Regions from separate parts of the Sus scrofa genome. Here region 1 is linked to region 2. The links are chromatin contacts, called in public HiChIP or PLAC-seq maps. All regions are on one chromosome and are shown on one strand. Each heading gives the region's core, a stretch centred on a gene start, on an enhancer-like site or on the middle of the called end of the contact. The rest is flanking DNA. Distances are from core to core; before and after follow the strand shown. Region 1 holds the start of TCTA (T-cell leukemia translocation-altered gene protein). Region 2 holds the start of KLHDC8B (kelch domain-containing protein 8B).

What was found. HiChIP or PLAC-seq counts read pairs in DNA pulled down with a chosen protein or histone mark.
Region 1: an H3K27ac HiChIP or PLAC-seq map of alveolar macrophages shows a contact between it and region 2. The contact joins the promoter of TCTA here to the promoter of KLHDC8B in region 2. A contact is called at or near these places in 1 of 5 promoter capture datasets (liver), 1 of 47 Hi-C or Micro-C datasets (embryonic fibroblasts) and 1 of 2 datasets of contacts at active chromatin or transcription factors (alveolar macrophages).

What each region holds. Positions count from the first base shown.
Region 1 is chr13:31,988,948-31,994,557 of Sscrofa11.1, reverse strand. TCTA (T-cell leukemia translocation-altered gene protein) reads right to left here and starts at 3,150. Exons shown (of 3, transcript XM_021068739.1): 1 at 2,723-3,150; 2 at 2,321-2,375; 3 at 1-648. The coding sequence starts at 2,945. The coding sequence ends at 606. It overlaps RHOA (ras homolog family member A), which reads left to right and starts at 3,351. Exons shown (of 6, transcript NM_001244437.1): 1 at 3,351-3,545.
Region 2 is chr13:31,772,742-31,778,356 of Sscrofa11.1, reverse strand. KLHDC8B (kelch domain-containing protein 8B) reads right to left here and starts at 3,018. Exons shown (of 6, transcript XM_013981665.2): 1 at 2,775-3,018; 2 at 1,115-1,619; 3 at 1-53. The coding sequence starts at 1,490.

The DNA of each region.
Region 1 (5,610 bases), core at 1,901-4,400, 220 kb before region 2:
ACTTCCATTGCCCACCTCCCACCTGGAGAGCTCAGGATGGGCGAAGGGAGGTCAATGTTCTCCATGGGTAGAGAGTGCCAGCTGCCCCCTGCCTTGTACTTGGATGGCCAGCTAAGTAACCATAAAGTATAAAGCTGTGTCCAGGCCAGGATTCCCTGGCCCCCTGCCAACAAAGCAAAACCAAAGAAATTTAGGAAAACCCAGGACTTAGGAGAAAAGAGACTTGCCTTACAAATCTGAGTTGGTCAACCTCAGGCTTCTTCTCAGAAGAACAAATCTCTATGGGGTCACATCCCAAGGGGATGGGAAGAGGACCAGGAAAAAGTCAAGACAGAAAATGGACTGTTAGTCATCCCAACCCAGAGGCTTCTGAGTTGACCCCTGAAAGAGGAGGATTATGCCTTTCCTTAAGGCACCCAGCTAAAGGTAGAGGCAAATTACTGGCTTGGGGCTGCTGGAGGCAAGGCCAAGGGCAGGGGAGGCCTAGGCCTGCCAGCACTGGGGTACCCCCCGCCCCCCAACCCCTACTCCTCTGCAGTCGTCCCTGGGGTCTGGGCAGTAGCAGAACCGGTGATGTCCCTGGAGACCCCTCTTGCTGCCTTCCCTTATTCTCTGTGGGTTTTGAGAGGTTCATTTGCTGCTGTTTCCCTGAAAGTGATGGAGAGAAGAGAAAAGGGGTTATTCCATTGGCAGCACAACAGTCCCCTTTTGGGGGCTGAGGTGGGCTCAGTAAGGTCACACTATAATCTAAACCTCTCTGCTGAAGTTCTAGAGCCCACACTGGGTCCACTACCTTTCCCCTGCACTCATTCTTCCTCCTTCACCTTGTGAATGGTGCTCCCATTCTTCCCCAGTTGACAGGGATAGAAACCTGGGCAGTGGCAGTCCTCTTAACTGGCTTCTTGCCCCTCTCTTTAGGACCTCTTTATCTATTTGCCATGAAGTAGGTATTTATAAAGGCAAATTAGATTAGGCCATGGCTTTGCTGAGTTCCTCAATAGTTCCCTGAGACCTGGGATAGATAGGGTGTTGCAGGTCCCTCCATGCCTTCTTTTTCTTGGCTGTCCTGTGGCATATGGAGTTCCTAGGCCAGGGATCAGATCTGAGCCACAGTTGCGACCTTAGCTGCAGCTGTGGCAATGCCAGATCCTTAACTCACTGTGTTAGGCTAGGGATAGAACCTGCATTGCAGCACTCCCAAGATGCTGCTGATCCCACTGTGCTACGGCAGAAAGTCCCATGACTACTTCTTTTTTCTTTTTTTTGTCTTTTGTCTTTAGGGCCGCACCTGTGGCATATGGAGGTTCCCAGGCTAGGGGTCTAGTTGGAGCTACAGCTGCCAGCCTGCACCAGAGCCACAGCAATGCCAAATCCAAGCCACGTCTGCGACCTACACCACAGCTCACGGCAACGACAGATCCTTAACCCAGTGAGGGAGGCCAGGGATCGAACCTGCAACTTCATGGTTCCTAGTTGGATTCCTTTCCGCTGCCCAGGATAGGAACTCTGACTTTTTTTTTTTTTTTTTTTAATCTGCAGCATGTCGAAGTTCCTAGGCCAGGGATTTAACCCAGGAGATAGCAATGACTGGAGCTGCTGCAGATCCTTAACCTACTGCACCACAAGGGAACTCCCCTCCATGCCTTCTTGTTTGAGTTCCAGTGGCACAGCCTTGTCTATCCTTCCAATATGTCATCCTGCTCTTGTCTTTGGGTCTTGTTCTATCCATTCTCTTTGCTTGGTATACTTTACTACCCCCTAGACTTTGCCTTCAGGTGTCTGCCTTAGGAGTCACCTGCTATGATGGCCCTTGCCTCTGCATTGCTTCCCTCCCCTTTTAAACCTCTGGCTCCCCCTGTGAGTAGGGCCTGGGATGTTCTTATTCTCTAGATCTAGCGTGGCCCCTGCCATGTACTAGGAGCTCAGAGATCAGCTGAATGAATGCACTGATTAGTGAGTTCATGTTTTACAGATGAGGAGGCTGATCCTGAGGAGGCCAGTCAGCGCACTAAGGACAGAGGCTCCTGTTTTTCCAAATTAGGGGCTTATGGTGGACTGGAATCCAACAGGCTTGCCCCTTCATCTCTGAAATTGTGACAATAATGTCACCTGCCCCACAGGTTACTGAACAACATAATGATGGGTTGTTTAGACATCAGTGTCACTTACAGCTTGAGCTCTAGTTAGAGACCTTGGAGTTTACTGCAAAGGCCACTAAGCTGGTGGACTCCTACCCTGAGAACTCCCCTCCCCTATCCTCAGCTCAGGAGTGGCCTCTATGTGCCAAGCATGGGGTTAAAGTGGGAAGAGATTTACTCACCAGGACGAGAAATGCGTGGAGCCATCAGGTGTGGATCCGTTCTGGCTGCCCAGACCTGGGGGCAGGAACACATCCAGAGCTGCAACAGGCTGGGGGTGGGTATCTGAGCAGGCATCAGCCCAGGTCAGGTTAGAGGCCAGTGGTATTTGTTGGAGAGTGTGGTGGAGGCCCTAAAGAACTTGTGGTATTGTCTGATGAGAGTGCAAGGGAAATTATATATCATGGGTGGACTGGTGGGGTTACTGGCATGAAATGCTATGTTGACATGGGTCAGGATACAGCGTTGTCATTAGGTTCTCAGGGCACCAGTGGTAATCTGGGGGGGAGGGTTCGGGGAACCCGAAGGTACAGTCAGTGCGGGAAGAGGGTGGCCGGTCCACGGAAGTTGGTGGGGAGCCTCACCTGGGCGGTGATACAGCCCGGTCACCGTACTCCCGTAGAACCCCCACGCCAGCTGGATGCTCAGGAGACTTAACACCAACCAAAGCAGCAGCAACTTGAAGAGGGTCACGCGCATGTCCTGAGCCTCCCACTCCCGCAGGAACTCGCTGCCGAGGGCGCCCAGCGCGCCCAGCACCGTGGCCGGCAGAACCTGCAAGGACTGCCCCGACCAAGGCTCCGCCATGACTGGCCGGTGGCGGACCCAGGGGACTGTCACCGTAGTCCCCACTGCGCAAGCGTCCGGTCTTCCGGAGCCAGACTCAATAATGCGCACGCGTAAACCGAGGCATGGAGCGCCTACCTCGCCTGCGCGCAGAGTTGGCAGTTGGGGCGGAGCAGTAAAACCGCGCACGCGCACCAAGCCCCACCCTGCTTAAAGGATGAGTGACTCGAGGAGTATAAAATAGCAACCAGCTCTTTTATAGCCCCAGAGTTCCCGTGATGCACCACGCGGCTGCAATGATTGGTTAAGCGTCTTGCTTTTAGGGTGTGGACGCGCTCCTGAGCAATCGTGGCTGAGCCCTGAGTGCGCGCGCGTGCGCGGGGCCGCGACCGGGGCCGGCTCGAGCCCGCTGGGCACTCGGGGGCGCGCACGTCGCTCCCCGCCCTCCCGCCGCCGTCGCCGCCCGCTCTTGCTCTCTCGCGCTCCCCGCCCGTCGCTCTCCGTCGGTTCTCTCGTTAGTCCACCGCCACCTCCACAGCCACCCGCCGTAGTCTTCGAGCTCGCGACTCGCGGACAGGCGTTCTCGGCGCGGAGAAGCCGGCCTTGGAGTCGTCGCCTTAGGTGAGCGAGAGGGTTCCCTCCTGGCGTCCCGGGCCCGCCCGCCCGGCACTCTTCCGGCCGCCCGCCAGCCGCCGCCCCGCCGCGGCCGCGCCCCACCTGCTGCTCTCGGCCGGGAGCCCCAGGACCCTGTCCCCTGACCCTAACTCGGGGCCCAGTAGCCGGGCTCCTCTTCCCAAAGCGGCGGCCCCGCCCGCGCGGTCCCCGGAAGCGCGCCCCGCGGCCTCCCGCGCCCCTTCCCCCGCCCGGCCAGGCCTGGTGGAGCCCTAGCCGCCTGCCCGCCCCGCGGTCCCGGGCGCTTCCTCTCTTAGGGCTGCGCGGGGCAGGGCGGGGGTTGTGAGACTGGCCCCACGACCCGGGGGGCAGCCGGCCGCTGGGAAGCGTGCTTGGCTATCGGAGTTGAAATGGGAAAGAAACTCTTTACAACTCCATTTTGGCTTTTACATTTAGTATGAAACATGAATCACCGTTTTATACTTGGTGAAGTCCAGTTACGTTTTGGGTATTTTCCTTTTTAATGCAGTATTCTTTGAGATTGTGTTAAGTAAAACAGTGTTGAAATCCTAGGGGTTAGGATTCTTCGATATTGGAAGAAGGGAATTTTCCAATTGAAGGGGATATTTTTCCTGATTAAACTATGTAGCATAAAAATATAGTATTAATTTGCAATTTTTCTTAGTCTGAGTTATTACCTTGATTAGGAATCACCTAAACATCTGTCCAGTTGGATCCAGTTACATGTTCATTAAATAGCACTATTTGCACTCGATTTGTTCAAAACCATGATTAGTAGTTAATGATGGAAAATTGGCATCCTTTTTACTTAAAGTTGGTTTCCCTTGTGTTTCATAATGGTCCTGATAAAAAGTTTTTACCTCTGTTGGTAACTTGTTTGGTTCTCTTTGTATTTAAGACAGTCTTTTGAAGTAAATGTCCCTTGCAGGTGTGTAATCAGATTATATTCCTGCCAGACCTGAAGGGGAAAAATACTTTAAAAAATTCTTTTAAATGTTGTATGTGGTGAGAATTTGTCAGCCACCTTGTGTCACACATCCAGATGTGTAATGCATTTGTACCATTGCATGATTGTCACTTTAGACATGACTAAATTGGGAGAGATGTTGTTTTGAGCATTTGGCACAAGTGACATTGTTTGGGGTGAAGATAAAAGATTAGCTTTTAATTATAAAGGGTAACTTAGTGAAGGATCTCTTTTGATAAATTGTCTTGAGTAGTTCCATCTAATTTTTGTAGAGCACTGGTGGCCCTTGGGAACATAAAATATCAGATGGAACTTGATTTTAGTAAAGATTAATCCTAGACTCATAGCTTCCGTTCTCATAAAAATCTGTATTAAAGGGAAGACGTTTTCATTGATCAAGAATTTTAGACGTGAAAGAAATCTTCAGGACTTGTAGTCCAACTCCATTTGCAGATGAGAAACTGAGTCCGACAGTCTTCAGTAAATTTCTCAAGGTCATATGTCTATAGTCAGGTGCCAGCCAGAACTATTTTCACTCTAAGATCTTCTTTATGTACTCCTAAACAGCTTGCTTAGAGTCAGCTAAAATTCAGTGCTTTCAACTTATTATAGTGTTTCTCCTATTATATATTGCTGATTTTATATACATTGAGAGAATCAGGAATATTTCACAAACAAATGTTTTTTAGCTTTTGCTCTGTTTTCTGTAACTGGATGGTTCTACAGCAGTTGATTGAAATAGGTAAATGAATATGCAGAGTCTCTGCCTGGCCTAGGTCATGGCTTTAGGTGTTTTGGTCTTCTTACGGGACCATCTTCTTCGGAGGTAAGCCCAGACTCCCTTGCTGTAAAACTAAAAGAATTAGGCCCTGATAAGATGTTATCAGGCGACTGTGGACTCTTTTTACTGTTGATTTGAAGCAGGATGAAGGGAAATAGCATATATCAAGAATATAGTTTCCATTGTTTGTGGTGATGGTTTTGCTGGAGTGTTTTCGGTCCCAATTCTTTTTTTGTCTGTCAGAAAACTCTTTTTAATAGTTTATCCTGGTCATGTGGGGTTTAAGTTATTTGGAGAGTAAAAAC
Region 2 (5,615 bases), core at 1,769-4,268:
GGCCTGGGGGGCCGTGTCAGGGCCCATTCCCCCCAGTGCATACACCATACCATCTGCATGGGAAAGAGCAATAGAAACTATACCCCGGCCTGGCCACAGCACCCCACTCTGACAAATGCCCTGATCAGTCCTGGGAGGGTGGCTTAGGACCTATGTGCTTATGGTACCCCTCCCTAATGGCAGAAACTCTCCTGCCTGCCTGGAATGGGGGCTGGGAAAGCTAGGATTTCCACTCTGACCAGGGCCCCTCCAAGTGAAGAGCAGGAGACTGCTGATCTAATTATAATCCGTCTCCGTCTCCCTGGAGACGCTATGGCAACCAAGTCTGGCATCCAAGCAGGACCGGTGGTCAGACCTGGAGGCCACAAGGTGGGGACTCTCATGGGGAAAGGAGAGTGGAGGATGGTTTAAACCAAGGGTGGGGGCAATATGGAGATCTGTTCAACATGAAGTGCGGACGGGGGAGAGGGCTCTGGGGGTCAGCTAGGGAGCTAGGAAAGGGGCTTGGGCTTGCAGGATGGGGGTGTTGTCCACAAGCCTTTTGCCCAGGAACCCTGCCAGCACCTCTGCACCCTGCCCTTTCACTCAAGTAGGTTCTTGTCCTCTTATACTCTCAGAGTTGGCCGGGGGCATGTCTGAGGGCCTTGGGGAGATGAACTAGTCAGTTCCTAGCAACTGCCTTCAGGCCAGCTTGGCCTTTGTCCATCTCAGGCTCCCTGGTTTGTGTGTGTGGCTGAGGAATTTAAGCACTTGCTGGGCTCAGAGCCAAAGCCCTGCTACCCTCCCCCTCTCTCAAACTATTTATAACTGTGGGAATCATTGGGCCACCCCTCCTTGTGTCTTAGGGGGAATGGGGCAGGGAGGTGGCTTGGGCCTTTCATTATGCTGGCAGCTAGCCTGGGCTCTGTCTCCCACCTCACAGCTGGAAAAGGCAGTTAAGGCTGCTGTTAGCCAAGCTCAGAGCTAAATGAGAAGGATACAGGAAGCAAAGCCATGGCTAGGGCGCCCAGGCAAAATTTACAGTTCTTGCTCAATCTCTGAAGGTAAGGGACCAAGTCAGCAAAGAATAAAGGGTGTGGGGCACCTAAGGGACTTTTCTCTGGAGACCACTCACCTCTTTCCATAGTCGCAACCCCCATGGCTGCCTGAGGGAGGGTGGCCCGACGCTCCCAGCGGCCCTCATCAGCCAGGAAGGCCTCTACAGCAGCTACTGGGCTCTGGGCCTCATCCACTCCACCCACCACTAGCACCTGCTTGCCCAGTACCACAGCAGCTGCGCCTGCCCGAGCAGTGGGCAGGGGCGCCAGTGCCAGCCAAGTATGTGAGGCCATGTCCAGTGTCTCTGCAGTGTCCAGAGGCAGTCCAGTCCGGCCACAGCCCCCTAGAACTAGCAGGTGCCCATCCTGGAATGCCACTGTACCATATACCCGGCAGGTGGGCATGGATGGGAACACCTGCCAAGCAAAGGCCCGGCCACCTCCTGTAGCCATGGTGTTCACCCCCAGTGGCAGGCCATGCTATCTGCTCAAGCTGCAGGCTTCACTGAGGGGCATGATGGGGCCCCATATTGACTCTACTGGGGCTACAAGAGAGCGTGGGGCCAGTTCAAGGACTTTCACCTAGAGGAGAGAGGAAAAACAAAGGGTCAGAGCCATTGACAGCCCTTCAGGGTACAGATGAGCAGCCTGGCCCAAAACTGCTGGTGGGAAAAGCAGGGGGAGGACCCACCTGCACTGGCTAGCACACTGCTGTGGAGGCTCTCCAGAGTGGGAAGAAAGGTCATCTCCCAGTTACCCAGGCAACTTCCCCACTTCCTATGGGTCTTGAGGGAGTCTCCTCCCATCCCCTGCCCTCACCTAGTTATTCCCCAGTTGAATCTAGGTCTAGGTGGGAGGTAAGATGGCTAGGATAGGACTTTCCACCCTAGCCCTCTTCCCTTCCCCTCAAAAATCCTCACCTTGGTGCTCTGCATCAGTGGAGTTGTACTGTACCTTCCCCCTTACTGGCTTCCAGTGTGCTCTGGGCAGCCATTAGGGTCTCCCATCTGCTGCCAGAGATCAGACTCCAGGGTATCCTTACAAACCCTTTGGAAGCCAGGGGGGTGGAGGGTACAATAGAGTTTATCCATTCCTACCAGAAAAAGGGTGTTTGGGACTGGGAGGGGTTGGGCTGGAGGCCAGAGTCCCACATTTCCCCTCGAGGTCTACCCTCAGGGGTTTGTCTAAGCCAGGTCCCCAGGGGCCAGCCTTCTCCGGGTACAGAAGGCAGGGGGGAGGGGGGGATTGATTTTGGGATCCCATGAGTACTGGACTCCAGGTTCCCAGAGTCCAGGGTGTTTCCACCAGAAATGGGCAGCTGGACTTCACAGCAGATGTCGAAGTTCCCCAGCTTATCCATTCCCGCGAGGGCCACGCTCCTGGGACCCCAGGGCGCGAGGCCCTCCGGGCCGCAAACTTCCAGCACGCGAAAGGGGCGGAGGCCGGGTCCGGGCGAGCGCGTTTGGGGCTCCACACCCCGCGCCCCAAACTTCCCCTGAGCGCGGCTCCCGCGGGACTCACCGGCCGGGGCTCCGGCGCCGCCGGGGCGCAGGGTCCGCGGTTCCGGCTACGCTGGTGCGGGCTCTGGCTGGGGCTGAGGCCGGGCTCCGGCGGGGCTCGGGCTCTGCTCCTGCTCTGCTCCGGCGCGGGGCGGGGCTGGATGGGGTCCGCCTCTCGTCCCCCCTCCCGACTCGAGAAAACCTGCCCCCCTCAACCCATTCCGCTTTAACCCTGCACCTGCCGTGGCCGGAGCCGGGCGCGCCGACCCATGGTCACGCAAACGGGTGAACAGACAGACGGACACGTGGATACTGGGCCTGGCCAGGATTTGGGGGCGACCTCGGGCAGGTGGAGAAAGGAAGCACCGGTGGAGAACACGACACGTGTACGTTAGGGGCCGTTCAGAGAGGACCCAGCCTAGGCACACCGGTGAAGGGGCGGGCCAGCGGAACCTGGGGGCTTGTGGGGCTGGCACCCGCCCACCGTCACTGCGCTCAAAGGAGCCCAAAGACAGGCTTCGTGGTGGCGCCCCCTGGAGGCTTCTTAGGATATGGCCTGGGCCTCTGGTGGGGGTTGCGGCTGGGTCGCCGTTCCCAAAGCATGGACCAGGGCACAGAACAGATTCTGTGGTGCACATTGAGGCTAGCAGAGGGTGGAGGAGCAGACAGGGCCGGCATTAGTACCTGAAAAGTTCTTCCACAGCCGTGGGTGGGGGCAGTTTTTTCGGAGAGGGTAATTTTCGGAGAGGAAGAGTCAGAGGCCAGGGACCTCCCAAGCAGGTCATTCTGCCCTTATTCTGTAAGGCCTGAGGCCTGGGCTAGTTAATGTGACAGAGGCCGACCTACCTCACACCCAGACCCTGGCTCATCCTATCTTATGAGCATTAAGAGTATTGGCTTGGTCTGTGAGCTGAGGGACCATTCATAGAGGTCACTGGTCACCTATAAGAAGAGGTCCTCATGGTTGTGCTTACTACCATCTTGTTTCTCTTTAATGGACAGTGTCTGCCTCACTCTCCCCATAACTGGTGACTGAGGTACATGTGCATATAGTTAATGTGGGAGATGAGGACAGGAAGCACCTGCAGAGGTGTGGCAGAAGACAGGGAAAGCAGCCAATAAAGGGTGTGTCACAAAGCAAGTTCCCACTGTGGGCAACTGGCACCAAATCCTGCTGGGGACTCTGGGAGCCAGTATAGAACAAGGGCATCACATTACTGTTCCCATCAGAGCAAGGGTTGCTAAGGTATTAATTCTCAAATCTACAGCATTCATGGGTTTAGAGCAGCTTGGTGGCATGGGTATCCTAGCCTGGCTGACTTCCGGCCAGCCTAGAGTGTGGGCAGAGCCTTCTCCATGTCCAGAGAGAGAGTCTTCAGTCCCTTTCAGAGGCTGGCAGTTGGTGTTGGAGGGCCTGCATGGAAATGGTGCCAAGGCCAGTTGCTAATACTGGCTAGAAGGCATCCAACCTCCCACTCCACTCTGCCCTCACCATGCTCCTCACTTAGGGCACTGGTACCTTCCTCCATAGGATATCACTGCCCTGCAGACCCCCTTACATTTCCCACTATTCCCTTTCCAGGTCCCTCCCCTCTCCTTTCCATGACATAAAATGAATCTCATAAGAGTCTCCTACCTTTGGATACCTCCCAGTACCCCAAAACCCTCCAGTGTCCCCTTCTTCAACTCCAATAAAACTCTTGAAGTATCCTCTCTCGCAAGGTCCACTGCCTTGATATCTGCTATCTTATATCTGCTGCCATTGCTCCCCCAAACTTGGTCTCACCAACGTTGGAACATTATATAGCTAAAATTAGGGGGGCTATTTGGTCTTTGCCTTAACTGAAATCTTGCTGGTATTTTCAAAGCCTCACCCCTTGTGACTTTGGCTTCCTCCTGCTGCTTGTTCTGCCTCTCAGAGTCTTGTACAGGCCCTGCTTCCTCTCCTCCCCATGAAGTGGTTCCTCAAGACCCAGCCTTGGCTTTTCTCTGGCACACAGACTCCTTTCTGGGGTTCTTCCTCCTAGGCCACTTGCCTCACATCTAGAACTCCATCAGAACTCTCTGGTAAGGTGGATATGGGTTATAAAAGGGCTATAAAGGTTCCAAATGGAGAGCAAGGGCTGGATCCTGGGATAACCCTGTGGTCTCTTCACCCTTATTCCATCTGATCCCAGTTACACCATAGGGTCAGCATCCACCAAAGTCCAGATCAAGTCAGAGTTGGCCCTGATGAATAATTCCAGAGAGTTCCATCTGGGACATACTGGGTACCAAGAGGTAGAAGGATCATCCTCTCCTCAGGGAGCTAGGTACCTTAAACCATTTCCCCTAACCCCTGCCATCCCCCTAGTTCTAATGTCTGGAAGGGACACAGACTAAGGATGGACCTTCTCTTCCTGGTCCTCCATTTTGCACTGACCTCTAGGCTGGACATCACCAAAGAGGTATCCACTTTCCAGGACACATCTAGGTCTATGCCATCCCTGCAGGCTGGGCCCTGTATCTTCATGGAAGTAGCTTCTGTTTAAATAGCACCTGGCCCCATCTGCACAAAGGTGGCCAACACCGCTGGCTCTGGAGAAGCTGTGGAAGATAGCTGGGTCAGAAGGTAAGGCTGAACTGGTCCTAAGAGTAAAAAGCTAATCCTTAACCAGAGATGGAGCTCATCCACAGTTGGGGACTGTGAGTGTGAAGGTGAGGACTTCCTGATTGCACCCCCTGACACTCTGGCCTCTGAGACCCCACCTTTCCCTTCTCTATTCCAAGACCCAGGGCTGGGAGCATTGACCCCAGAGGAGCAAGATAGTTTTGCATTTTTTTTTCTTTTTTGTCTTTTGTAGGGCCACACTGGTGGCATATGGAGTTTCCCAGGTTGGGGTCTAATTGGAGCTACAGCTTCCAGCCTACACCATAGCCACAGCAACTCCGGATCTGAGCCGCATCTGCGACCTATATCACAGCTCATGGCAACGCTGGATCCTTAGCCCACTGAGCGAGCCCAGGGTTTGAATCCATAACCTCATGGTTCCTAGTCGGATTTGCTTCTGCTGCACCACGATGGGAACTCCCTCTTTTC